Linked DNA regions of Mustela erminea: region 2 is linked to region 1. A link is a contact called in public Hi-C data. All regions are on one chromosome and are shown on one strand. Each heading gives the region's core, a stretch centred on a gene start, on an enhancer-like site or on the middle of the called end of the contact. The rest is flanking DNA. Distances are from core to core; before and after follow the strand shown. Region 1 holds the start of BAHCC1 (BAH and coiled-coil domain-containing protein 1). Region 2 has its middle 19 kb from the start of ACTG1.

Region 1 (5,044 bases), core at 681-3,180:
AAGTTCGGTTCTTTCCAAACCGTGCTCGTCGTTCCTACGCCCGGCGCGAGGCCCCTGCCCTCTGCCGCGTTCGCTGCGGTTCCTGCTCCAGACCCGCCAGGCCTGTGGCCGCGGCCTGCGGCGGCGCTGGGGGAGGGGGCTGCAGCCCGGGCAGCGGCGGGGGGCGGCTCGGCGGCTTCGGGTCCGGGCCGCGGCGCCCGCGCGTCTCCGCCCAGCGCCGTCCTCCGCCGGGGCTCCGCAGGCCCAGGGCCGCCCGCCGACCGGCGCGGAGGCGCCGCGCGGCCTCTTCGGGAGCGAAGAGCACAAAGGGAAGTCCCTCCTGCCCCGTAGGAATCGCAGCTGCAGGGGCGGGCGACCGTCCTCGCGCCCCCAGGGTGCGTACCGAGTCTGGCGGGGACGGTGAGCCCGCGATCCGGCCGCGGGGCGCGCGAGACTGAGACCGTTGCGCGCGGCCGAGCCCGCGTCCCGAGAATCGCGAGCAGCTCGCGTCGCAGTCCCCTGCGGGAAGAAAGGACCCACGAACAAAAGCGTAGCGCGCACGAGTCCCCGGAGGCCGCCGGCAAGCCTCGCGCCCCCGCGGGCGCAGCCCAGGCCCTCGGCGCCTTTGAAGTCGCAGGTTCCAGACCTCCCTCCCCTCCTTCTCTGTCTTTGTCCCTCCCCGAGGCCCCCGGCCCGGGCCGCCCCTCCCCTGACCCGGCGCCGGCAGCCCGCTCGTCGGCGCTGCCCTGGCCCTGGCGGCGCGGCGCTCGCTTTGCAGGCCCGCGCGGCGGCGATCGGGTTTGTTTGTTAGACCGGGGCAGAGAGCCGGCGATCCCTGGCGGCGAGGGAACCCCAAACCCCTTTGTATGAAGTTGAGAGACAAAGAGAACTCTTTGTGCAGGTCCCATTTATTTACAATGCGAAAGTTCTCCGGATAAATATGGAGAAAAGCTTATCAGCTGAGCAAATATGTGTTCACTTAATACATTATGTTTTCGGTTATAGATTAAATCAAACACAAAATAGTCTGCAAATAAGACGTTGTGGAGCCCGTAGCGCTCGACACGGCCGTCTAAACTGGTGCTCACGGCCTGGAGAGCATCCTGGTCGCCCTGCTGCCACGGCGGGACGGCGGGAAGGCAGGAGCCGGGCTTTCCGCGGGGTTCGCCGGCGAGAGTACCGAGCCTGCCCCTCTCCCTTCGGCGGGAGCTGACACCGAACGCCGAAACAAGGCAGATTTAGGAAGATGAGGGGAAATATGCAAAGTGAAAGCGGTCCACGCGCGCGCCCGGCCGTGCAGTTTCTGTCGCCGGGTCCGTGTTTGCCCACTCGGCCTCCCAGTGCACTCCCCCGGCCGCGCGGGGGTGGAAGGAAGGGAGGCGGGGGTGTTTTTCAGTGGCTTTGCCGGGAGGGGGAAACCCAGGGCTGAGTCCCGGGCTCTGCTGGGCCCTGAGCTGGGGCGAAGGTTGCGCGGGGCCGGGCCGACTCCCCGCGGCCGGAGGGCTGAGCCGGCCGCCGCAGACCCCCGCGTGCCCGGGCCGCGCGGCCGCTCGGAGACCGACTGGGCTCGGCGACCCGGGGCAGGCGCTGCAGGGAGGAATTCTGTGGCCGATTCGGGGAGCCAAGAGAGAACACTTTCTGACTCTCAAAGCATCCCCCACCCCACCCCCGCCCCAAAGTCCCCAGTCCGCAGTGGAAGATCCTGGGCGAATTTGATTGGGGGGCGGGGTAATTGTTCCAGCCTAGCCGGGAAGCTCCCGGCTCGGGGACGGCAGGCCGGGCACTGCGGCGTGGCCGCCCAGGTGACACCGGCGGCGGACGCAGACTCCTGGGACACTGGGGAGCTGCCCCGGGGTCCCGGCTGGGAGCTGGGGGTGGGGGCCTTGTCGGGGGCGGCGGGTTCTAAAGAATGGGCCGAAAGACGCATGGGGGGATGGGAACAGGGGAGAAAGGAAGGTTATTTAAAAAAAAAAAAAAAAACTCTTGAGTTACAATCAATAAAATTACTCGCTTAATTAGCATGGTTATTCGGTTAAGCGGAATGTAGTAAAAGCTGGACCTCGGCATAAGGGGGGAGAGGAAAAAGGCGAGCGTGGACCTCAGGCCTTTTCCTCCGAGACACCTCTGGGCAGCGGGGGAGGGGAGGGGGTGTGCGTGTGAGTGTGTGTGTCTGTGTGTGTGTGCGTGATGGCTTCGCAGATTTGGGTTTTTATCACCCAGCGGAGCCAGCAGCCTTTTGCCGCGGCGCCCTCGCCGCAGGGACCCGCGGAGACGCGAAGGGGTAGCGGCGAGCGCTGCAGCCGGGTTCCCCCAGGCTCTTCCGGGCCGAGCGCGGCCGGGACGGTGCGTGTGCGCGCGGGGACAGGGCGGCCCGGGTGGCCCGGCGCGCGCGCAAGCGGCGGGAGACGCGCGGACTGTCCCGGGTCCGGCCGGCGGGCGGGGCGAGGACACCCCCTCCCAGACGAGCCGAGCCCCCCGAGTCACCGAGTCTCTTCTGCTTGCCTCCGCAGACTATGGACCCGCACGGCGGCCGCCGGCTCGGCGCGCGGCTGCCCGCCGAGGAGCCCAGTCCGCCGGCGTGCTGACCCGCCCGCCACCCCACCGCTGACCCCGGACGCCGCCTCCTCCGCGCCGCCCGCGCGCCGCCCGCGCACGCCGAGCCGCCCCGGGGCCCCGGCCGCGCTGCTCCCCGGAGGCGGCGGCGGGCCGGGGCCGGGGCCGGGGCCCGGCATGGATGGCCGCGACTTCGCGCCGCCGCCGCATCTGCTGTCGGAGCGCGGGAGCCTGGGCCACCGCAGCGCCGCCGCCGCGCGCCTTGCCCCCGCCGGGCCGGCCGCGCAGCCGCCCGCCCACTTCCAGCCCGGAAAGTACTTCCCGTCGCCGCTGCCCATGGCTTCGCACACAGGTCAGTGCCGGCCGGGGCGGGCGCGGGAGAGGAGGCCCAGCCGAGAGGCGGGCACGGTCCGGGGGGAGCGGGCGCGCGCCCCTCCTCTCCGTGGAGCCCTCGCGGGGCAGCTTCGCTTTCATTTCCCCGCCGGGGCCGCGGTGGCGGGGCCCCGAGCCGCCGAGCCGCGGTTTAGAGCGGCCTTGCCGGGGTCCCCCGGGTCTCGGAGGGCAGCCCCGGAGCCGGCTAAAAATAAAGCCTTCCCCTCCGGCCCCCTCCCCCACCCCTTCCTGCAGAAAACCCAAACTCCCCCGGAAACCTCGTTTCTGCATTCTGCATTCACATCCTTGAGACATTCCGGGGCCGGGACAACGAGGCACTTTCTGCGGGAACAAAACGGCTGTTGTGCCTGGGGGCGGGGGGCGCCGCGGCCGGCGGATTAGGGCGGTGTGCGCGCGGGGTGCGCGCTAATAGGGACTGCTGGTGTAAGACGAGCAAATCCTGTTTCTATATAAAGCCTTGAAGTGTCAGGGTGAGAATGGGTTTGCAGGGGCTGCCTGGGCTTTAACAAGTGCGTCCGGTATCCTGCTAAAGCCGGACAGAGCGTGGCTGCAGCGCGGCCGAGGCTCGAGGCCCGCCGCCCCGGGGGAGCGCAGCGCCGGGCGGCGGCCTGGCTGGGGGCGGCGCGGGGCCGCCTCGGCATTTCGGTGCAGGCGAGTGCGCCGCGAATTTGCTCCAAGAGGAGTGAACGGGCCTGCCCGGCGTTCCCGTCCTGGCGGATCCCCTTCCGCGGAGCGTTGCTCCTGGGCAGGGCTGACCCAGGCCTCCCGAGTGGCCCTCGCCCCTCCGGGGCGGCTCTGATATTACCGTTGAGCAAGGTCAGGGGAGGGAGCGGGGGGCCCAGGGGCGGCTATCTCGGGGAGACCCTGGAGGTCGCCGGCCTTAGCCCGCAGAGTTTGCAGGAGTAAGGTTTGGGGCTTGGGGTGGGGGCCTGCCGGTCAGGCTTGAAGGCTGGCTTGCTTTTGTTTACAGTTTGTTCTAAACATCGGAAATGCTGTTTGCCGCTTTTTGGGGTTTGTTTGTTAATTTGGCAGTAACAGTTATTATTGCTAGCTTGATGAACTGTGAATACTAATAAAATTATATCTGCTTTAATGGGATTACAATTAGTGTGTGGATTAACACGGATGGAAGACTCGGGCTAGAAGGGAACATGTCAGAAGGGAGGGCAGGCGGACAGAAAAACCGAAATTTCCTAAAAAGAAAAAAATATGCAGAATTCCTTAATTACTAATGGGCTTTTAGCATGTACAACACGGAGAGGTTCAGAAAGTTAGATGGAGGCGGGAGCAGAGGGGCTGGGCTCCCGGGCGTCGGGCGCTCAGCCCCGGCCAGGGGCCTCCCTGAGGCCGCCCTTCTCCCGCTCTTTGGTGCGGTTCCGCTTTCTGTTCTTTTCTTTTCTCCTCTCTAGACTTATAACTGGAAAGAGGAAACGTACTTGCTTGGGAAATGGGTGATTTAAAAATATCTGTGCTGGCTGTCCCTGGAGTTAGTGACTCTCCTGCCCCGGGTTTGGAGGTGGTGCCCACCGGGAGGAGCCTACACTGGGGGGCTGCGGCGCGGGGCTCCTGCTGGCCACAGGGACAGTGTGGTCTCCCTGCCAGCCCCCTTTCTCAGCCCGAAGGCTTGCAGCCCTGCTGAGGGTGGGAAGGCTGAGCCTGCAGGTTGGGGGATGGGGGATGGGGAGGGAGGAGCTGCAACACCCCCCCCCCCCCAGCGTTGTGCCTGCTAGCCCGGCAGGTAGGAGCATCACCGCCTGAAATGAGGGTCCAGAGAGGGTCTGAAGGGCGCCTGATGCCTAGGCTTCCCCCAGGCTATCCCACTGGGGAGAGGCCCCAGCAGGTGGGATTCCCCATCCATTCAGGTCACGGCTGCCTCCCCGGTCCCCACTCCCAAACCTGTAGCCTAACCTAGGTCTTGGTCAGCCACCATGTCTCTTTTCTGCTGTTTCTGCCACATGCAGGCATCACCAAGTCAGGTGGGAATGTGGTCGGGGTGGCCCGGACCATTGTCTTGATCTTTCCAAGTTTGACCACGTGGTTCTTGGAGCAGAGGCCTTGCTGGGTTTGGAGATCCCGGGTGGGCCGTGGCCTGGTCTGTGTCCTTGACCTAGACCCGGCC
Region 2 (5,493 bases), core at 2,227-4,726, 75 kb after region 1:
GACCATGGTTCCCTGGGACAGACAGACTGATCTGATCAGAATTCGGAATACCTCTGTGCCACCGCGGGGCGGTCTCTCAGCCATAGATGTCTCTTTGGCTGCAGCTCCCAGCAAGCAGCGTGGGAGCCGGGGCCTGCCCCGCGGTCCGGCTGTAGTGGCCCCTGGAAGGACTCCCAGCCCCAGGGCCTTGGCAGGTGTCTGCTGCCTCCCTGGGGGTGGGGTGCTGGGAGGCTGACATCTGCAGAGTGTTTTTACTGTCGGACAAATTGAATCAATTAAACAGGCCCCGTCCCGGTGGCTGGGCATGGCGCACAGGAAGAGGGCGATGGGGCTGCACGCCTGTCTCTCGGGGTGTCTCCCTGGTGCACGTTCGAGGGCAAGATGGGAGCATACACCCCTTTCCCTGCTGTTCGGGGGGCTGACCGCCGCAGTGACGGAAGAGAAGGCCACCCCGAGTGTTGTGGGGGAGAGTCGCCAGTGGTAAGGGGTGCCTGCATGACGGAGACCCGTTTCCCCACCTAAGATTCAGGCATTTGGGCTTTTGGACTGCCTGCCCTATGACCTTCTGGGGCACCAGAGTTTCCCAACCCATTGCAAGCGCAGGGACACACACACACACACACACACACACACACACACAGGCCTCCGGAAGCTGGGAGGCTCCACCTAGAGAAGAGTCCGCCCCAGGAGGCCCAGGGAAGCAGCAGAGGAAAGAGGAAAAAGGAAACAGACTGCGACGGTGATAGCTGGGCCCCCAGTCACCCACCTGGAGCGGAAGCCTCGGGCTTGGGCAGGCCCAGAATGATTTAGGGACTGGCTGCTCCGTGACCCAGCTGACCCAGAGCCAGCCACTGCTGGGGAGCCTGCCCCTCCCCGAGCTGCCACGGTCCCCTGACTCCAGCAAGGGGGGCTGGGCCACCGCCTCAACACCCTCCTTCTCCTGGAGCTGCAGGGGCGGGGTGGGGGCGGCAGGGACTCAGGTGAGGCTCTCCACGCAGCGACCTTCCCACACAGAGGGCTCCTGTGGCACTGCGATGGCCCTCTCTCTGTCACCCTGAGCAGCCAGCCCAAGGCTGTCTCTGGATGTCAGGTGACTGTGACTGGACCACCGAGGCCAACAGGGTCTTATCGGTAAACAGCTGTGGAAGACAGAGTGGTCAGCGGGAGACCGTCCTCTGCCCTCAGCAGGAGCCGCAGGGCAGAGGCTGAGAAAGGGCGCTGGGGTGAACCAAGGTCGGGGTTAGGCCTTGGCTGAGGATCCCACGTCCAGGGATCAGCCTGGGCTAGTTCACTGGATGATGGGGGGGCTCATGGCAGGGCCTATCCGTGTGGGGGACGCCCTATTCCCAGCCAGGCCACGGTGAGGAGGCAGCCTGAGTTCCAGGCCGAGCTGTGCAGACAGAGGTCCTGCCAGGTGGGGGACAGCGTAGGGGAGGTGTCACTCGCTTGGACCTTGCTGTCACCTGCTGAGGACCCCGCCGCCCGGAGGGTAGAGCTTGGAGGCACAGAGGTGTTGGGAAGGGCCCAGAGGGACCCGAGAGGCATGGTGGGTTTCGGCCTTCTGTATCGCGTCTGGAGGAAGTGAGTGTTGAGGGCCTGTCCCGGCCACCCGTCCCCCCGTAAGGGCGGGGTTAGTCCAGGTTTGCTAATGGAGTTGCTGAGCACCAAGCCCTTGACGGGGCGGCACAGGACCCTGGAAAGGACGAACAGCGGTTCGTCCTTCGCCTCCTAAGACTTTGCCGCATCTTCGCCGCTACCCGGCGAGCTGCGGGGCAGCCTTGGGGCGGGAAGTGGCCGCCGGGCGGGTCTGGGGACCAGGTCTGAAGACGGCTCGCGGCCTCCTGCGCCGACCCTCCGCGTCCCATTCTGGCGTGAACCAGGAGATCAACCTCCGGCGCCGCCGAGGGCCCTCCCGGCGGGAGCCCGCGGGTCGGCAGGAGCGGTCCGGGGGCGCCCTCCAGCGGCCGCGGCCCGGAAGGCGGCCGACCTGCAGGACCCCCGGCGGGGAGCGGGGGCTGGCGGTCCCCCAGCGTCCGGCCTCCGACGCCTCCGCCCGCCGGCGCCCCGCTCCTGCCGGGCTGGGGGGATCTAGGAGCCGAAGGGAGGCTGCCGTGGGACAGGAAAAACGAGACGCCTTCTGGGGGGGACGCCGAGGGGCGGGCGCGGCTGCGGGGGGGACCCCGCGTCAGGCCGGGTCTGGCTCGTCCGGGTCGGGGCGTCGTGCGGCCCCGGTGTCCTTCCCGGGCCCCGCCAAAGCCCCGCGGGCCGCCGCTGGAGCGGAGCCGGCGGACGCCGTGCTCGGGTCGCGGCCTGGGGCGGTTCGCCCGCTTGGCCCGGACGAGCCCCGAGGTCCGGCACGTCCCAGCATCTTCTCAAGTCCGGGCCCACGTGTCTGACGTCACACTCGCCGCTGTAGGGCCACTTCCGTGCCCAGTCGGTGGCCTTCACCGTGCGGCGCTGTCGTGCGCGCGTCGTCGCCGCGGGGTCCCCGAGCAGCCGCCGCCAGGGCGCGGCGACCCGGCCCGGTGCCTCCGCCCGCGCGGCCTCTCGGGACCCGCGGGGCGCACCGCGGGGCGGGGTGCGGTCCCGCAAGCTCGCCCTGCCCTGCGCTGGCCGCGTCCGTGAGCGCCGCCCCGGGATCCACGTGCGGCCGCGGGTCCGAGCGGCCTCCCTCGGGCGGGGACACTCCGCCGCGCGCTTCCCCTGTGCCGGGGCTCGCGGACGCCTGCGCTGTCCCCCCTCGTCCGGCTGGGGCGGTGCGGGACGCGGCGCGCCAGCCCCGCACGGCCACGCGCTCCCACGTCCCACCGCCGCGTCCCTCCGCCCCGGGCTGTCGCCGCAGCGGCCCGAGGGCTACAGGGCGGGACCTGCTTTCTCAGACGTCTGTGCGCGCGAGCCGAGAGCGGGGCCTGTGCGGGGGCCGGGCAGAGGCAGGCGGAAGGGGGAGGCCGCTGCCGCGGAGCAGGGAGTCCCGTGCGCGCCCAGTCGCAGGACCCCGGGAGCGCGACCCGAGCGGACGGCAGACGCTGCACCGACGAGCCCCGGCGCCCCCGAAAGCGACCTTCTCCTTCGCTACTCTGTGTCCACTGACGGCGGCTGGTCGGGGGCGGACGACCGGTCACCGCCAGCCCCACCCCCGCCGACCTTCAGGGACGCCGCTGCTGTCCGCGGGGGTGGGCTCGTGGCTTTGGGATGCGCGGGAGCGGGGCGGGGGGCGAGCAGAGGCGGCGGGGGCCGCCGTGACATCGCGACACCGTGCGAGGGCGCCCCCGGCCCGCGCGGCGCGGGGCCTTCCGGTCGGCCAGACCGCCGCCCCATGCACGGGCCCGCTACGGAGGGAGGGGGCGCGCGGCCTCGATCGCGGGCTCACGGCGCCCACTGCCGGACCGCAGCCGAGCGTTCCCGGAGGGGCCCCGCCTCCCCCCCCCCAGCTCCGGCGCCGGCCCCGCCCCCGCCGCGCGGCCCGCCAGGAACCGCGCGTCCATTGGCCGACAGCGCGACGGCCCGGGCCAATCGCACGAGGGAGGCGGCCCAGCGCCCAGTGGGAGCGCGGTGGGCGGGGCTGCGGGCGCGTGCGCACTGGACCCACTGCGGCCCCGCCCCCGTCCGACCCGGGTTCCCGCGCGGGCTTCGCTCCTGGCCGGCTCTGGAAGCCTGGGCGCCCCTCCCCGCGCCGGCCTCGCCGGGTGCCCCGGCGTCGGTGCTCGCCCGCCCCTCGTCGGCCCCGGGCGCGCGGATCCTCCACCCAGGACCGGGAGGAGGAAGCGCCGGGTCGCCGCGGCGTCCTCACCCGGCGGGCGTCCGCGCGCCGCACAAAGGGGAGGCGCGGGATGGGCGAGACGGCCCTCGGGGCGCGCTGGGCGGCATCTGGCCGCGCATCTGCGAGACAAAGGCGTCCCCGGGCCGCGAGGCCGCTGCGGCGGGGGCCCCGGCAGGGCGGGCCGGCCTCGCCCTCCCCCGCGCCCGCCTCCCCTCGCCTCCCCCTGCCCCAGCCCCAGAGCCCCGTGGAGAGGCTTTGGGAGAATTTCCGTTAGGTCAGCTCTGCTTCAGGGGGAACCAGTCAGATCGAGGGCGCCCGCCCCTCCGCGGAGAGCCCTCCTGCCAGGTTCCAAAGGCCGGCGGGGACCCTGGACCTCCCGGACAGGACCTTGCCCTTGTCTCGGAGCCGGGGGGCCTCTGGCGGGAGCCGGCCCCCGTCCCCGCCTCGGGCCTGCCCAGGTGGCCTGGGAGGCTCTACACAAAGGCCGAAGGCCAGAGAAAACCCCTGCCCTCTGCCCCCTGCCCCCTGCCCCCTGCCTGGGATCCGGCCACAGAGGGAGAGCCCCGGGCCTCCAGGAAGGGGAATGGGCTGAGTGACAGGGCCAAGCAGGTGCCTCACTCTTCCGGGGAGCCCAGCTCCGTGCAGAGAGCACTTTGGGGAGGATCATGGGCCCATAACACCTCTCGCTGTGCACAGTGGGGGGCCACCCTTGGGGGCAAGCACCACCCCATCCCCTTTTCCCTCTCTCTGTTGCACGGTCCTGGGGGGCGTAGGGGCATGTCCAATGGGCTGGGCCCTCTGCTCCCCTGGATGGCTTCAGGAGCCCCAGGTCCTGACAGGGAGTGAGGACAGGGCAGGCAGACAGGGAGGGCCTCAGAGGGGCTGGTGGCCTCAGGGCTGGGGAGGTAAACCTCTGTGAGTCACCCGGCTCCCAGCCTCAGTGCTCTTAACCCAAACTGGGAATCCGGCTCTGCTGTCCACACTGCACTGCTAGAGAGTTGGGGACTCCCCACGAAGCTCTCAGGAGAAGCCAAAGTCCTCCCAGGAACTCAGTCCCATTTCTTTTATTTCTTTTCTTTTCTTTCTTTCTTTTTTTTTTTTTTTTATTTTTAAGATTTTGCTTATTTATTTGACAGGCAGAGATCACAAGTAGGCAGAGAGGCAGGCAGAGAGAGAGAGGGAAGCAGGCTCCCTGCTGAGCAGAGAGCCTGTTGCGGGGCTCGATCCCAGGACCCTGAGATCATGATCAGAGCGGAAGACAGAGGCTTAACACACTGAGCCACCCAGGGGCCCCTCACAGCCCCATTTCATCAGACCACTTCCCTCTTCTGGCCCTGACCACCTCATGGCCCCAGGCGCTCAAGCTCCAGGTACACCCCCCGTCCTGTGGTCCCTGGAATATACCCAGGCCTGCTCTCACCCCAGGGCTTTTGCAGTGTCCGTGCTTCTGGGGACCTCTCTCTCCCCTTCCATCTAGGTGCCCCCCCTCCTTCAAATCTTTGCTCAAGGCTGTCCTCTCAGAGGGGCCTTCTCCAGCCCCTACTCCAGCTTTCACCGCCCGCCCCCCGCTTTTCCTCCGAAGCTTGCATCCCGCCCCCCACGCTGCAGTTTCCTGGTTTTTAAGTCCGTTTCCCTCACTAGGATGTGAGTTCTTTCTGCCCATTGTGTTTGCAGCCGTATCCTGAGAAGGGGGCCCTCCCTAAGTATTGGTTGACAATGAACCCACCATACAT

The links. Hi-C and Micro-C count contacts between places; a contact is called where the count stands out from the background.
Region 2: a Hi-C map of skeletal muscle shows a contact between it and region 1, with 11 times the contacts expected there. The contact joins the enhancer-like site here to the promoter of BAHCC1 in region 1. A contact is called at or near these places in 2 of 3 Hi-C or Micro-C datasets (skeletal muscle and spleen).

The regions. Positions count from the first base shown.
Region 1 is chr18:60,542,762-60,547,805 of mMusErm1.Pri, forward strand. BAHCC1 (BAH and coiled-coil domain-containing protein 1) reads left to right here and starts at 1,931. Exons shown (of 27, transcript XM_032322104.1): 1 at 1,931-2,884. The coding sequence starts at 2,167.
Region 2 is chr18:60,616,150-60,621,642 of mMusErm1.Pri, forward strand. No RefSeq gene overlaps it. Among named protein-coding and RNA genes, the nearest start is that of ACTG1, 19 kb to the right of the region's middle. Within about 2 kb of position 3,477, the one cell type or tissue checked has open chromatin away from gene starts, as enhancers often do.